3 separate regions of the Sus scrofa genome follow, and all the other regions are linked to region 3. The links are chromatin contacts, called in public Hi-C maps. All regions are on one chromosome and are shown on one strand. Each heading gives the region's core, a stretch centred on a gene start, on an enhancer-like site or on the middle of the called end of the contact. The rest is flanking DNA. Distances are from core to core; before and after follow the strand shown.

Evidence for each region. Hi-C and Micro-C count contacts between places; a contact is called where the count stands out from the background.
Region 1: a contact with region 3 is called in a Hi-C map of liver, with 5 times the contacts expected there. The contact joins two enhancer-like sites. A contact is called at or near these places in 1 of 5 promoter capture datasets (liver), 2 of 47 Hi-C or Micro-C datasets (both in liver) and 1 of 2 datasets of contacts at active chromatin or transcription factors (alveolar macrophages).
Region 2: a Hi-C map of liver shows a contact between it and region 3, with 9 times the contacts expected there. The contact joins two enhancer-like sites. A contact is called at or near these places in 2 of 47 Hi-C or Micro-C datasets (liver and retroperitoneal adipose tissue) and 1 of 2 datasets of contacts at active chromatin or transcription factors (alveolar macrophages).

Annotation. Positions count from the first base shown.
Region 1 is chr7:4,264,064-4,268,481 of Sscrofa11.1, forward strand. No RefSeq gene overlaps it. Among named protein-coding and RNA genes, the nearest start is that of LY86, 160 kb to the left of the region's middle. Within about 2 kb of position 1,393, at least 1 of the 83 cell types and tissues checked has an H3K27ac peak or open chromatin away from gene starts, as enhancers often do. A contact at or near this core is called in liver, where this site is marked.
Region 2 is chr7:4,176,514-4,180,594 of Sscrofa11.1, forward strand. No RefSeq gene overlaps it. Among named protein-coding and RNA genes, the nearest start is that of LY86, 70 kb to the left of the region's middle. Within about 2 kb of position 2,123, at least 39 of the 83 cell types and tissues checked have an H3K27ac peak or open chromatin away from gene starts, as enhancers often do. A contact at or near this core is called in liver, where this site is marked.
Region 3 is chr7:4,407,962-4,412,370 of Sscrofa11.1, forward strand. The region is part of intron 2 of LOC102165101 (a long non-coding RNA gene); the gene reads right to left. Among named protein-coding and RNA genes, the nearest start is that of RREB1, 100 kb to the right of the region's middle. Within about 2 kb of position 1,395, at least 7 of the 83 cell types and tissues checked have an H3K27ac peak or open chromatin away from gene starts, as enhancers often do. A contact at or near this core is called in liver, where this site is marked.

The DNA.
Region 1 (4,418 bases), core at 143-2,642, 140 kb before region 3:
TTGACCTGCCCTCTGACAGGAATGCCATCACGTCATTTCCGTTTGATTTTGTGCCTCAGTTTTCCCAGAGGGAAGTGGGAATGTGTGAGGAGGGATGAAGACATGCCTATGAAACTGCATTGCAAGAGGCTACCCATCGCCTACAACCCTTGACAAGAGACCGGGCGGGCTATGTGGCAATGCCTCCCCTGGCCGTGTAGGGTCCTTCTGCTCGGCCACCTTCTGCGGAATCCACTCCCACAGCCTCCCCGGAGCACAGCGCTCATCTGAGCTGGGAGAGACCCGGAGGTCCTTAGGCGAGCCTTCCTTGGGCAAAGCCCACGCCCCCTTTGGATGCTGGCTGTGAAAGCTACATTATTAATGACTCAGAAGTGTGCTGTCGCAAAGAAACCTGCTTACCTCTGTTTAACGCATCATCTTCGAGACTTACTTGGAGTTCCCGTCGTGGTACAGTGGTTAAGGAATCTGACTAGGAACCATGGGGTTGTGAGTTCAGTCCCTGGCCTTTCTCAGTGGGTTAAGGATCCGGCGTTGCCGTGAGCTGTGGCGTAGGCTGCAGACATGGCTCGGATCCCGCGTTGCTGTGGCTCTGGCGTAGGCCGGCGGCTACAGCTCTGATTAGACCCCTAGCCTGGGAACCTCCATATACCGCAAGAAAGCCCTAGAAAAGGCAAAAAGACAAAAAGACAAAAACAAAACAAAATAAAAAAAAAAAAACCTTACTTGATCATAGAAAAATCTTTTTCCTCTAAAATCCATTAACATCTCTTGGATTCTATTAAAAAAAAAAAAAAAAAAAAAAAAAAAACCTCTGGGAAAAGCCTGATCAAGTCCAAGCGCCACGCTCCCCCATCTCATTTGGCCAAGGATCTACATCAGACACACCCAGATCCCAAAACACCCGCGCTGAGTGGCGACTGAGTGAATGAAAGGCTGACAGATTCACGAGGGACTGACTCGGGGGACTTGCCATGAGGTCTAACACGCTCGTTGGGAGCCTGGGCGCCCATGGACCCAGGACCCCCGCCCAAACCACACGGCAGTCAGGAAAGCGTTCCTGGAAATGCAGCTCCCAGGCTTCGGTCACCTCTGTGTAGGCCGAGCTGCCTGGACGCCAGGAGGCCAGAGGAAGCGTTGGAGTCCGGGGTTTAACGTGGGATCATGTCGCCTTAGCCTTTGTCAGTGGCGGGACTAAAGGCTTGACAAACTGGGCCATTTGGCTGGGTCCCATCACCTAGCAAAGAAGGCTCTGATCTTCTTGTCGGAGCGGGGGAAGGCCGTGGTTTAGGTCTGTGAGCCCTTACCAGAATCCTGGGGGCAGCTCTACTACGGAATTCCGTTTTTCAGGCGTTTGGAAAGATAAGACAGGGCACAGTCTATCTCTGATGAAACACCCCTCACAGGGAACCCAGGGCACTGCCCTCCAAACGTGAGTGTTTCTGCAGCGAAATAGCAGATTCATGGTGGGTGGAGAAATAAGTCCTGTAAATAGTTTTCAGTGCGTTCAGGTCAGATTTTGCTGCCAAATGGCATCAGATAGATGGTTTTCATAGTTTCTGGAAGTAAGAATGGCAGCTAAGAGGGGGAGTCTTTAGTCCTTTTTTTCCTTTTTTTTTTTTTCTTTCTTTTTTTGAGGGCTGCACCCATGGTATATGGAAGTTCCCAGGCCAGGGACTGACTCTGAGCCACAGCTGCCAATCTACCCCACAGCCAGATCCTTTAGCCCACTGCACTGGGCCAGGGATGGGACCTGAGCCTCTGCAGCAACCCGAGCCACTGCAGTCGGATTCTTAATGCACTGCGGCATAGTGGGAGCTCCCAAAGGGGAAGCCTTCAATGCGTCTCTTGCCGGTAGGATGCCAAGAGCAAAGAGGGCACGGAGTCTGTGCGGTAAATCTACAGATGGCCCTTTATGGAAAAAATCCATCTCCGGTGATTCACAATGCTCTTTTTTTTTGTTTTTTTGGGTTTTTTTGTTTTTTGTTTTTTTTTTGTCTTTTTAGGGCCTCACGTGTGGCATATGGAGGTTCCAAAGCTAGGGGTTAAATCAGAGCTGTAGCTGCCAGCCTACACCACGGCTCATAGCAACGTTGGATCCTTAACTGGCTGAGTGAGGCCAGGGATCGAACCTGCGTCCTCATGGATACTGGTCAGATTTGTCTCCATTGAGCCACAATGGGAACTCCAAAGCACTTCTTCTTCTTTTTTTTTTTTTTTTTTTTTTTTTTTTTTGCTTTTAGGGCCACTCCAGCAGCATATGGAGGTTCCCAGGCTAGGGGTTGAATCGGAGCTGTAGCCACCGGCCTACACCAGAGCCACAGCAACGCGGGATCCGAGCTGCATCTGCAACCTACACCACAGCTCACAGCAACGCCGGATGGTCGGCCCACTGAGCAAGGTCAGGGATCGAACCCGCAACCTCGTGGTTCCTAGTCAGATTCGTTAACCCCTGTGCCATGACAGGAACTCCCCGATGCGCTTCTTTTTAAACAAAAATTTCCCAGTGTTTCTTTCAGGACCGACGTCCTTTGAACTTTGCTTTAACATCGTGTGCTTTGATCCAGGATACCCTGAAACGGGATCGATCCACTCTTGCCCTTGGGGACACTCAGAAGAACGTCAGGCTATTTTAACAACAACAGGGAGAGGCTTGAGAAAGAGGGGGTTTCCAAGACAAAGGGTTGCAAATCAGAGGGTTAATGAGTCCTCAGTAAATGTCCAGAGTCACCAAACATACCCATCTTGGGTGAATGTGACGGCAGAGTTGCCAGTGTCCCCAGTGACAGTGACACAGCGGCTTTCTCTCCGTCTATGAGCTCCTGTGAACCAAACGTCAATCTTTTCTGACTTCTGGCTTTACGGCCTCAGGTTTTAACTTAGAAAGAATGGTTAAATGCAAACTACCTCCTGTCACAATATTCAAAGGGCCTCCCATTTTCATAATCCAACAAAACCCCCAGTTATGATTTGCCTTCATAAATAAACTATATGTGCAAGGCAATCTGAGGCACTTGGCCTCGAGGCTGAAGGCTAATAAGCAAATGCTAAATATTCAATCTAGGAAGTTCCCGTTGGGCCTCAGCAGCAACTGACCCAACTAGCATACATGAGGACAAAGGTTCAATCCCCAGCCTCGCTCAGTGGGTTAAGGATCTGGCGTTGCCGTGAGCTGTGATGTAGGTCGCAGACACAGCTCGGATCCCACTTTGCTGCGGCTGTGGTGTAGGCCAGCAGATGCAGCTCTGATTCGACCCCTAGCCCGGGAACTTCCATATGCTGTAGGTGTGGCCCTAAATAGCAAAAAATAAAGCGTTAAAAAAAAATTCAGTCTAGCCTACCATTGCAATATCTGCCTAGAGAATGGCTATGATCTATTCACTGGTGTCCAGGCAAAGCTGAAACACCAAGATCGTGCTTTTCTGCACCAGGCCCTAGGTCCACCGACAGGCAGAGGCAGAGGGTTCACGGAACCGAAGTGCGACACAGGCACTAGAACAACCTTGAGCTTCTGCCTTTGCTTCAGGTAGCACTGCACCTAATTGGTCAGACCGAGCGCGTTCCCTTCTGCTCTCAGAGCCCTCCCGACGTGAGAAAGTGGTGGCACCTGCGAGCCCTCCCCGAGCCGAAAGTCCCTGCTCACCAGTCTGTGCCCATCTGGCCCCAGACTCCCAGCTACTAGGCCAATTACACTGCATCCCTGGGGACCTCGCCACACCAGGCCACTGAGCCACCAGCCGAGAAGGGACTTTCCTAAACCTCCCAGCCAGCTGGGAGCTGAGCCCATGAGAGCCTCTTTATGCGTCTTTAATTCCTGAAAACGCTGAGGGTGCCAGCAAGGGTCGGGTGTGTTTCCGTCTCATCTTCAGAAGCGAGAACCTGAGGCAGCCACGTGGCTACAGGAAGTGATGCTCCGGCAAAGGCCACCTGCATCCAGCTCCCAGACGGCGCTTGGCCCTAACAGCTGTGACAGCAAGAACCACCAGCGGTCCCCTGGTGCCAAAGCAGGGAGACTGAGCTGAATCCCTCAGTGGTTCGTGCCTAATCCCTTAGGCGCGAGAGACACTCCTTGCTCCTGGGGGCGGTGAGGGGGATGGTGGCCCAGGGGGAAGCTCAGGTGCAAAGAACATGAAGGTGTGGGCTGGGGTAGGGGGAACCCCAAGGAAGAGTCTGCACTCGAGGCACCACTCTGTTGGCAGCCCCCACAAAGCCTGAGAACGGTGCCTGGCACACAGTAAGTGCTTAATAAGTAAAAGTGCCCTTCTGGTTTCCTGGCCTCTGGGCACCGTGTCCTTGACCCCATCAGATGAGTTTCCCTAGTTCAAGCGCTTCTCCTTAAGTCAGAGCTTCGCAGAAAAAGAAGTGGTTAAAAAATGAGAAAAGATTAAATCCCCGCTTATATGACACTCTCGAAAGAAAAT
Region 2 (4,081 bases), core at 873-3,372, 230 kb before region 3:
TCCTCTGGTTTGGCTTTTGCACCACACACAGTTCATAAAGAGGGAATCTTAGTTCTTTTTTTCCAGGAAGTCCAGAGTGTGTAGTTCCCAAGCTCAGCCAGGAGGTGGCAGTCGTGACCACTGAGAAAACCCTGACGCTCGGCCTCCATCAGCTTCTCATTGCCCAGCGGATGCTTCCTGGACCTAATCTGATTCTTAGGAGAGCGATTTCCTACTTACACAAACACCAGCCCCAAACAGAAACTAACCTCATCCTGCAGATAAAGAATGTTTGTGCCTCACAAGTTGTCAGACTCTCTTCGTTACAGCCAGACCCTCTGTCAGTAGCATCCCAGCAGCAGGAGGCAGCTGTGCATTGGGGGAGCAGAGTAAGCACCGCCCCCCCACACACACTGAAGCCCCCTATCTTATCAGATGGGCCCTGGGGGTCGGGGGAAGGACTCAGCGGGGCTGCCAGACGGATCCCAGCTCCAGGAAGCCTGAGCATGCTGGAGGATTCCGCAGGAAATAACAAGAAGCTGGGAGGCGGTGGGGTTGAGGGAGCAGCGCTGTGGCCGAGCCCTGAGCCACTCAGACAAGGTTTTTTCCAGCAGCAATGCCCACGTGTCTTCCTCTTGCAAGCACAGGTCTGATGGGCTTTCCCAGGATGTGTTTGATTGAAATGGATTTTTGCCACCTTCTCAGAGACAGGACTAGGGCCCTGCTCAGACAGCGGTAGGCTCTGGAGGCTTGCGGAAGCTGTTTAGAGTCCAGACCTGACCCCAAGGGTCAAAGACTGTAGTCGGGGTGAGAGCACAGACGGACGGAATGTGGACGTGATCCTGGAAAGAAGATAGAGGAGTCCCCCCCCGTCCCCAAACCCCAGCCTCCAGCCACTTTCACTGTGTGGCTCAAAACATATTGAGAAGAACAGAAATGGCCCTTAGGCTCCTCCATCCACTGCAGGCTTGCAGGGGACACGGCCCCCAGCTCCGTCAAGTCCCTGCCCAGACAAAAGACGGCGGAAGATCTCGTGGGCTGTGGCAACAGAGGGACCTGGCCTGAGGATTCGGAGAAGCAGCATAAGCCTCTGTTTCCTGGGGTGTTAAGCAGGGGCAAAGTCCGGACCGTGGGCGGGGCCAGGGCTGAGAAATGAGGTCAGACAGTTAAGTCCCTAGGACAGGGCTTGAGCGTTTGGGAAACTGGTTACAGACACTCAGCCCAGGGAGTGGCCACACAACAGAGAAAACTCACCAGCAGAGGCTGAGCGAGTCCTGGGCTTGTCACACCCATGGTTCTGTAAAGAACCAGCACACACACACACACACACACACACACACACGCGGCTCCTCCTCCATCCTACACACACCCACCAGGTCTGCCTAGAGCCACATCTTTGCTTCCAGCAAGATGCCCCTGGAGGTTTTCTCTTTTCCATCTGCCTGAAAATGGTCCAGAGTGTCCAGCGGGGGTGCAGTCCCCGCCCCCCGGGAGTCTGTACACCTGGGATGCCCTTGACTCTGGTCCACCATCCAGGGCTTACCCCAGCAGGCCGCTGCTTCCCCTGCAGCCAAAAAGAGTCACCTGCTGAGTGGGATGAGTGACTGGAGATGCTTGCCTCTATGGCTTCCGACTCGGAGACCGAGCCTCAGCTCTAGCACGCACTGGAAGCCAGGAAAGGAAAGGTCTCCTGCAAGGTTCGAGAGAAGGTGGGAACTCATAGGAGCCACTGGAGGAAAAGCCACTGCCATAAACACCACTTCCCACCTGCTGGCCCCTGAGCAGGAGCCGGCTCCGGCCCCAGGCGACCCTGGCGGCTGCTGCGGGGCCTGCTTGCTCTTCTCGCAGCTTCTGGGGAGAATCTGCACTATTTACAGCTGCCCTGGAGCTCAGCCTTTGCCCAGATCGATTCCAAATGCCTTCCTGACTGAACGGGGGCACCAGATGGGTCAGCCTTCTGTGTCTGAGCTTCCAAAGCTCTGCAAGAGGGTCTCCCAGGAGGCAGGAGGCAGGAGGCAACCGCCAGGCCCAGACTCTCCCAGTGTAACTGGGTTCGTGTGACAGAGCCTGGGAGGCCCTGGCTCACGGCTCCCTCAGCCCCGGATGTGGTTTGGAAAGTTGGTCTGGAATGTGTTTTCCCATCAAAACAAGGAAGTTTGGACAGTACGTTCGCAGGACTCCCTGAAAGCCAGTCAAACCCACTCTGGGCATTTTGCGCAGAGACCAGGGATCCAGGGAAAAGCCTGACACGTTGGGGGAAGGGGGAGACTGGACTGAGGTCAGATTTGGGGTGGGGGGAGTGACAAGATGGGCGGGGGAATGGAGAGGGAGCTGGGGGGGCACACAGAGGCCAGGCCGGATTTGGGGAGCCACTTAGGATTTTGATTTCCCTCGAAGGCAGGGGGACACCATTCAAAGGTTTGACACAGGGGAGCCACCCAGCTGCAAAGCGTGAAACCTTCCTCCTTCAAGACCCCCTGGGTGGGGGTGGGGACAGTGGCTGTGAGCTCAGCAGTGGGGGAGCATGCACTTGGGAGGAAGCTCTGGGCTCCCCCCCCCCACCAGGGGCCCCTGAGCATCTGGGCTTAAGCTTGGAGGGGGAGGTGTGTTTGTGCAAAAGGCCCACAGACGCCGAACCCCAGATGCGGGCTGGTTTTAGGTGGGGGCAGGTGTCCATAAACCAGGAGGCATCTGCGTTCTGCTTTCTTAAAAATGCCATTTTAGAGTTCCTGTCGTGGCTCAGTGGGTTAAGAACCTGACCAGTATCCGTGAGGGTGCAGGCTCGCTCCCTGGCCTCGCTCAGTGGGTTAAGGATCCGGCGTTGCCGTGAGCTCTGGCATAGGTCAAAGACACAGCCCAGATCTGGCGTTGCTGTGGCTGTGGTGTAGGCCGGCAGCTGTAGCTCCAACTCGACCCCTAGCTTGGGAACCTCCATATGTGGCAGGTGCAGCCACAAAAGGAAAAGAAAATGCCATCTCCCCCTGGCCTGGGAACGTCAACCAGCCTAGACACAGTGGCTCCATGGCTGTGCCAGGACTGAAAGAATATGGCACCAAAACGAAGAGTCTGTTTTCTGGAAGGCATTTGTTACCGCCAAACCTGGGACAAAACCAAACTCCACTGCGCTTCAAGCCAGAATAGATTAACTCTTCCTCGTGCCCAGATACAACCTGTACTCCCCCCTGTGAGCCTGTGGGGAGTCCCTTAAAGGTGACAGGTTACATGATCACAGTGTTTTTCCAAAAGGAAAGATAGTATAAATAAATACACCTGCAACGCCAATGATAACATTAAGTTTTTCTGTTTAAATAGATTAATAAATAAGTCCGCAGGGTACAATCAAGGTTGCTTAAGGTCGTGCGTGTCCCTAAGCACGAGTTAGTCAGTGTGAGAGCAGACAGGCCAGGCTTTTGTTTTGTTTGTTTGTTTTTTGTTTTGGGGGGTTTTTTGGAGTTTTGTTTGTTTGTTTGTTTTTTGTTTGTTTTAGGCTTTTGAATTTAAAGGTTTTTATCTAAGCCGAGCGACCTTGGAGCAAGTGAATATTTGTTCTCCAAACAGCACATTTCACAAGGCAAACATTTTAATTTCGCTTTATATTTATTTCCTTTATTTATACATTTCATCTGTTTATAGATTGTTTGCCTATTTATATTTTTTCATGTATTTATTTATTTGAGGCAAAAACCATGATTTAAAAATCTTAACCAAAAATACACCCGGTGAGGGAGTTCTGGTCGTGGCTCAGCAGTAACGAATCCGACTGGGAACCATGAGGATGCGGGTTCCATCCCTGGCCTCGCTCCGTGGATTAAGGAGCCGGTGTTGCCGTGCGCTGTGGCGTAGGCTGCAGATGAGGCTCGGATCCTGCATTGCTCTGGCTGTGGTGTCGGCCGGCCGTTACTGTTCTGATTCAACCCCTAGCCTAGGAACTTCCATACGCCACAGGTGCGGCCCTAACAAGACAAAAATAAAATAAAATAAGAACCACCCAGTGAAAAAGAATGGGTGTGTGTCCATGTATAACTGAATCACTTTATTGCACAGCAGAAATGACCACAATCTTGTAAACCAAGGTTCAATAAAACTTTTAAAACGAAAAGAA
Region 3 (4,409 bases), core at 145-2,644:
TATTAACCCGAGGGGGTGAGCATCCTGGCGGGTTCGCAGGGCCTGCAGGAGGTTGGATGCTGACTCACTGCCTGTGTGGCAGCCACGGGTCTCCAGGGCTCCCGCAGCGGGCGGGCTCCCGCGCTGGGCCGAGGGTGCCCCGAGGCCCCTCTGCCTTCAGCATCTCCGAGGCTTTACCCGCCTTTTCCCAATCACGCCAGCACCCACGCAAGGGAGCGTGGGCGCTGTGGAGCAAAGGTTTCTGGAAAGCTCACTGGCACAAGCAAGGAAGGACGAAAGGCTCCTGGATGGCAAAGCACCTGCAGAAGCTGTTTCTGAGCTTAGCTCCCTGGGGCTCCCGGAGCACGGGCCCCGGCCCCTCCGCTTGCTCCGCCCCCGCCCCAGGCTTGCTTCACCCCTGCACCTGTCCCAGAACAAAGTGGAAAAGCCAGGTGTGGGGCATCTTTCTTTCTGCCCCCGTGTGCCTCCCACCAAAGATCGAATTAAAGTGAAAAAGCTACGTGCCCTTGAGGTCGTGGAAACCGTCAGCTTGACCACTTGGCACAGAGGCGATGAGAGCTCCGGGGCTCGGATTGAAAATTACATTATGCTGAATGGGAGTTTACCCTCCCGCTTCTTCAGATGTCTCTACACCCAAAAATGTCATGCCAGGGAACTCCCCCTGTGGTGCAAGGAGATCAGTGGTGTCTTGGGAGCTCTGGGAGGCGGGTTCCATCCCGGCCTGGCACAGCGCATTAAGGATCTGGCGTTGCCCCAGCTCAGGTGGCAACTGCAGCTGGGATCCGATCTCTGGCCATGTGCCGCGGGGCTGAGACCGCTTTGGAGACACAGAACGGACACACCCATCCGCTCAGCTCTGATACCCCCGCCCCCAGCGAGGTTTGGAACCCCCTTTCTTGTTCCAAGAAAGCCACTCTCCACGCTGAGCTGTTGGCAGTGGGGGATGGACTCTCATGGCAGGGGGAGGGCGAAGAGAGAGGGGGGCCAAGCCAGCCCCGGTTGGGAGGCACAGCCCTGAAACAGAGGCCTGGGCTGGGAGACTGGAACTCCAGCAGCTTCTGTGAGCCGAACACGCCTGGGCGCAGGCTGACGGCACCTCCTGGTTCATGCCACTATGAAAGGACAAATTGGACAAGGAGCAAAATCAGCCAGGGCCCAGCAACTGGGCAAAGACTGTAGGGCATGCAACCCAGAATGGGGAGCCGGATGGGTCCGTTCAAGGGTGAGTGCCACCACCTCCACCCCAGGAAAGCCCTGATGACAAAGCCTGCTCCCTCTGGACCACATTTGCCTCTCCCAGGAGTCGCCGCTTCCCACTGCAGCATACCCTGTGTCCACGAGCCAGGGCCCACCACCAGGCGCTGACACCTCTCCCCAGCCCGCAGGTCAGAGCACCAGGCTGACACCAGGCTCCTGGTCACATGATCCGCACAGGGGCCTGGCTCCTGCCCCTTCGGCGGTGACCCCGGTTGCAACAGTGGGTTAAAGTTCAGAGGCTGCCTGGTAAAAACATCCACCTCCGTGATAAGCAGCTCCTTTCCTGGCAGATAAGCCCAGCAGGAGAGAAAACATTTTCCAACACCCCTCAGCCATCCTTCCAGCAGCTTCGCTATGGAAGGCCTCGAACCAGGCTTCCTGGTGCTGATCGCCAATTACAATGGGATTCATGGATTTTAATATTTTTCCCCAAATAAGCAATAGCCTGGTGCTTTATTTTCAACATGCTGCTTCAACATCCAGCTTATTTTTATTTGTTGCTTTTGTGTCGATTTATTTAAACAATAACAACAAAAAAGTGTTCACCCATTTCTTTTTTTTTTTCTTTGTCTTTTTGTCTCTTTGTCTTTTCTAAGCTGCACCTGCAGCATATGAAGATTCCCAGGCTAATCTGGGGTCTAATCAAATCTGTAGCTGCTGGCCTACGCCAGAGTCCCAGCAACACCAGATCCGAGCCTCGTCTGGCCTACACCACAGCTCATGGCAACACCAGATCCTTAACCCACTGAGCAAGGCCAGGGATCGAACCTGCAACCGCATGGATCCTAGTCGGATTCGTTAACCACTGAGCCATGACGGGAACTCCCATTTCTTATTTTTAGTAAAACCACAGGTTTTCAGAGGTAAAGCCAATGAGGTCTCCTTTCAGGCTGTTCATGGAATCAGGGTTTGGGATCACCGAGCAGACCCAAGAAATGTGGATTCAGTGAGTCCCGGTGCTGGCAGGAGGACATGGGTAGAGAGAGGACTCTTCTGAGGGGACCACGAACTTTGTCCTCTGGTCAAAATGTTCCTCCTGGCCCAGAATCTCCCACTAGGCATCCCACTGCCCTGGAGGGGAAGTTGTTAGGGGTTTAACTAATGCAGAGAGAGCGGGGCGAGGATACAAACTGGAGTCCCTGAGGTTCCCTGGCGGCACAGCAGGCTAAGGATCCAGCCTGGTCACTGCTATGGTGTGGGTTCCATCCTGGCAGGTGGACTTCTGCATGCCACAGGCGCAGCCAAAAAAAATCAGAGAAAACAAGAAAATAAAATGGAGCCCCAGCCTTAAAGAGCTTCTGACAGAGTTACACAGGAAAGTTAACAAAGACACAGTTGTCAGCCCCCAAACGTCTCCCATGCTGTTGTTACCTAGGTGGAACACCAGTGGTTTAGATTGCAGCTTTTATTTAACTTTTCTTTTTTTATGGCTACACCCGAGGTATAGGAAAGTTCCCGGGCCAGGGATTGAATCTGAGCTGCCGAATCCTTTAACCCACTGCACCTGGCCAGGAATCAAACCCACGCCTCCACAGCGGCCGTGAACCACTGCAGTTGGATTCTTAACCATTGGCAGGAGAGCCAAGGTTTTTTTTCTTTTCCATCTTTTTGTCTTTTAGGGCTGCACCTGTGGCATATGGGGTTCCCAGGCTAGGGTCTAATCGGAGCTGTAGCCGCTGACCTACACCAGAGCCACAGCAACATGGGATCCAAGCCACGTCTTCGATCTACACCACAGCTCACGGCAATGCCAGATCCTTAACCCACTGAGCGAGGCCAGGGATTGAACCCAAAACCTCATGGTTCCTAGTCGGATTCGTTGCCGCTGTGCCACGACGGGAACTCCAGGAGCTCTAAGTTTAGATTTTAAAAAGAGGACATGGGAGTTCCTCCTCCCTCCTCCACCCCCTCCTCCACCCCTCCTCCTCCCTCCACGCTCTCCCCTGGGCATCTCACCCGCAGCGTCAAGTCCCCACACTCCCAAGTCTTTATCGTCACCCCAGTCCTGTCCTCCCAGCTCCGGATTCCAGGGAAGTCATCTCCCCGCAGTCCTGACAAGTGACTCTAACTTCCCACCTTCGTCCCCCCGCCTCCCCCGGTGCTGCTTTGGCTCTTTTCTCACTCCCAGCTCTGTACACTTGCCAAGGAGACATCCCACCCAGAGAGCCCAGGCTCACCTGGCTGTGCGCCTTCCCTCCCCGGCTCCTGTCCAAGCCTGGCCAGGTAGACCTTCTGCAGGGCTCGCCAGCCAGCCCCACCTCTCCCACCCGCCCCTGCCCCCCGCCCCAGGACATGGTGTCTTTGTGTCAGGCCTTCTCCCTGGTCTCCCAGACTCAGTCTTGGTACCTGGGGTTGTCTCACTATGACTATGGTCTTTTAAGGACCCCCCCCTGGCTGGCTCCTGGCAGGTACACAGGAAGCCCTCACTCCCCAGAACACGACCATACACAAAGAGCCCTGGGCTGCCCCTGGAGCACCCAACTTTTGGGGACAGCATTTTGGGATGTTGTTGTTTGTTGATTTTCTTTTTATGGCCCCACCTGTGGCATATGGAGGTTCCCAGGCTAGGGGTGGAATCGGAGCTGCAGCTGCCAGCCTGCCCCACAGCCACAGCAACACCGGATCCTTAAGCCACTGATCGAGGCCAGGGATCAAACCCACATCCTCACCGAGACATCATTGGGTCCTTAACCTGCTGAGCTGCAACGGGAACTCCCTGAGCAACATTTTGAAATAATGATTTTTCAAGCATAGAATGTACTTAGCGAGACTAATCAATTGCAATGGGAAGCTTCCAGACTGTCCATGTGGGTTTGGTTTGTTTTGTTTTGCTTTTTAGGGCTGCACCCTTGGCACACAGAGGTTCCCAGGCTAGGGGTGGAATCAGAGTTGTAGCTGCCAGCCTACACCACAGCCACAGCAACACAGATCCTTAACCCACTGAGCAAGGCCAGGGATCAAACCTGCATCCTCATGGATACTAGTCAGATTCGTTAACCACTGAGCCACGAGGGGAACTCCCATCCATATTCTTAACGGCACATCCAGTGTGCCCTCTGTTCCCTGTTGCATGTGCCTCGATGGTTGGCACTCTGCAGGTGAGACCTTCAGGCCCAGGCCCATTTCCCTGCCAGCCTCTGAGGTGCTGGGCT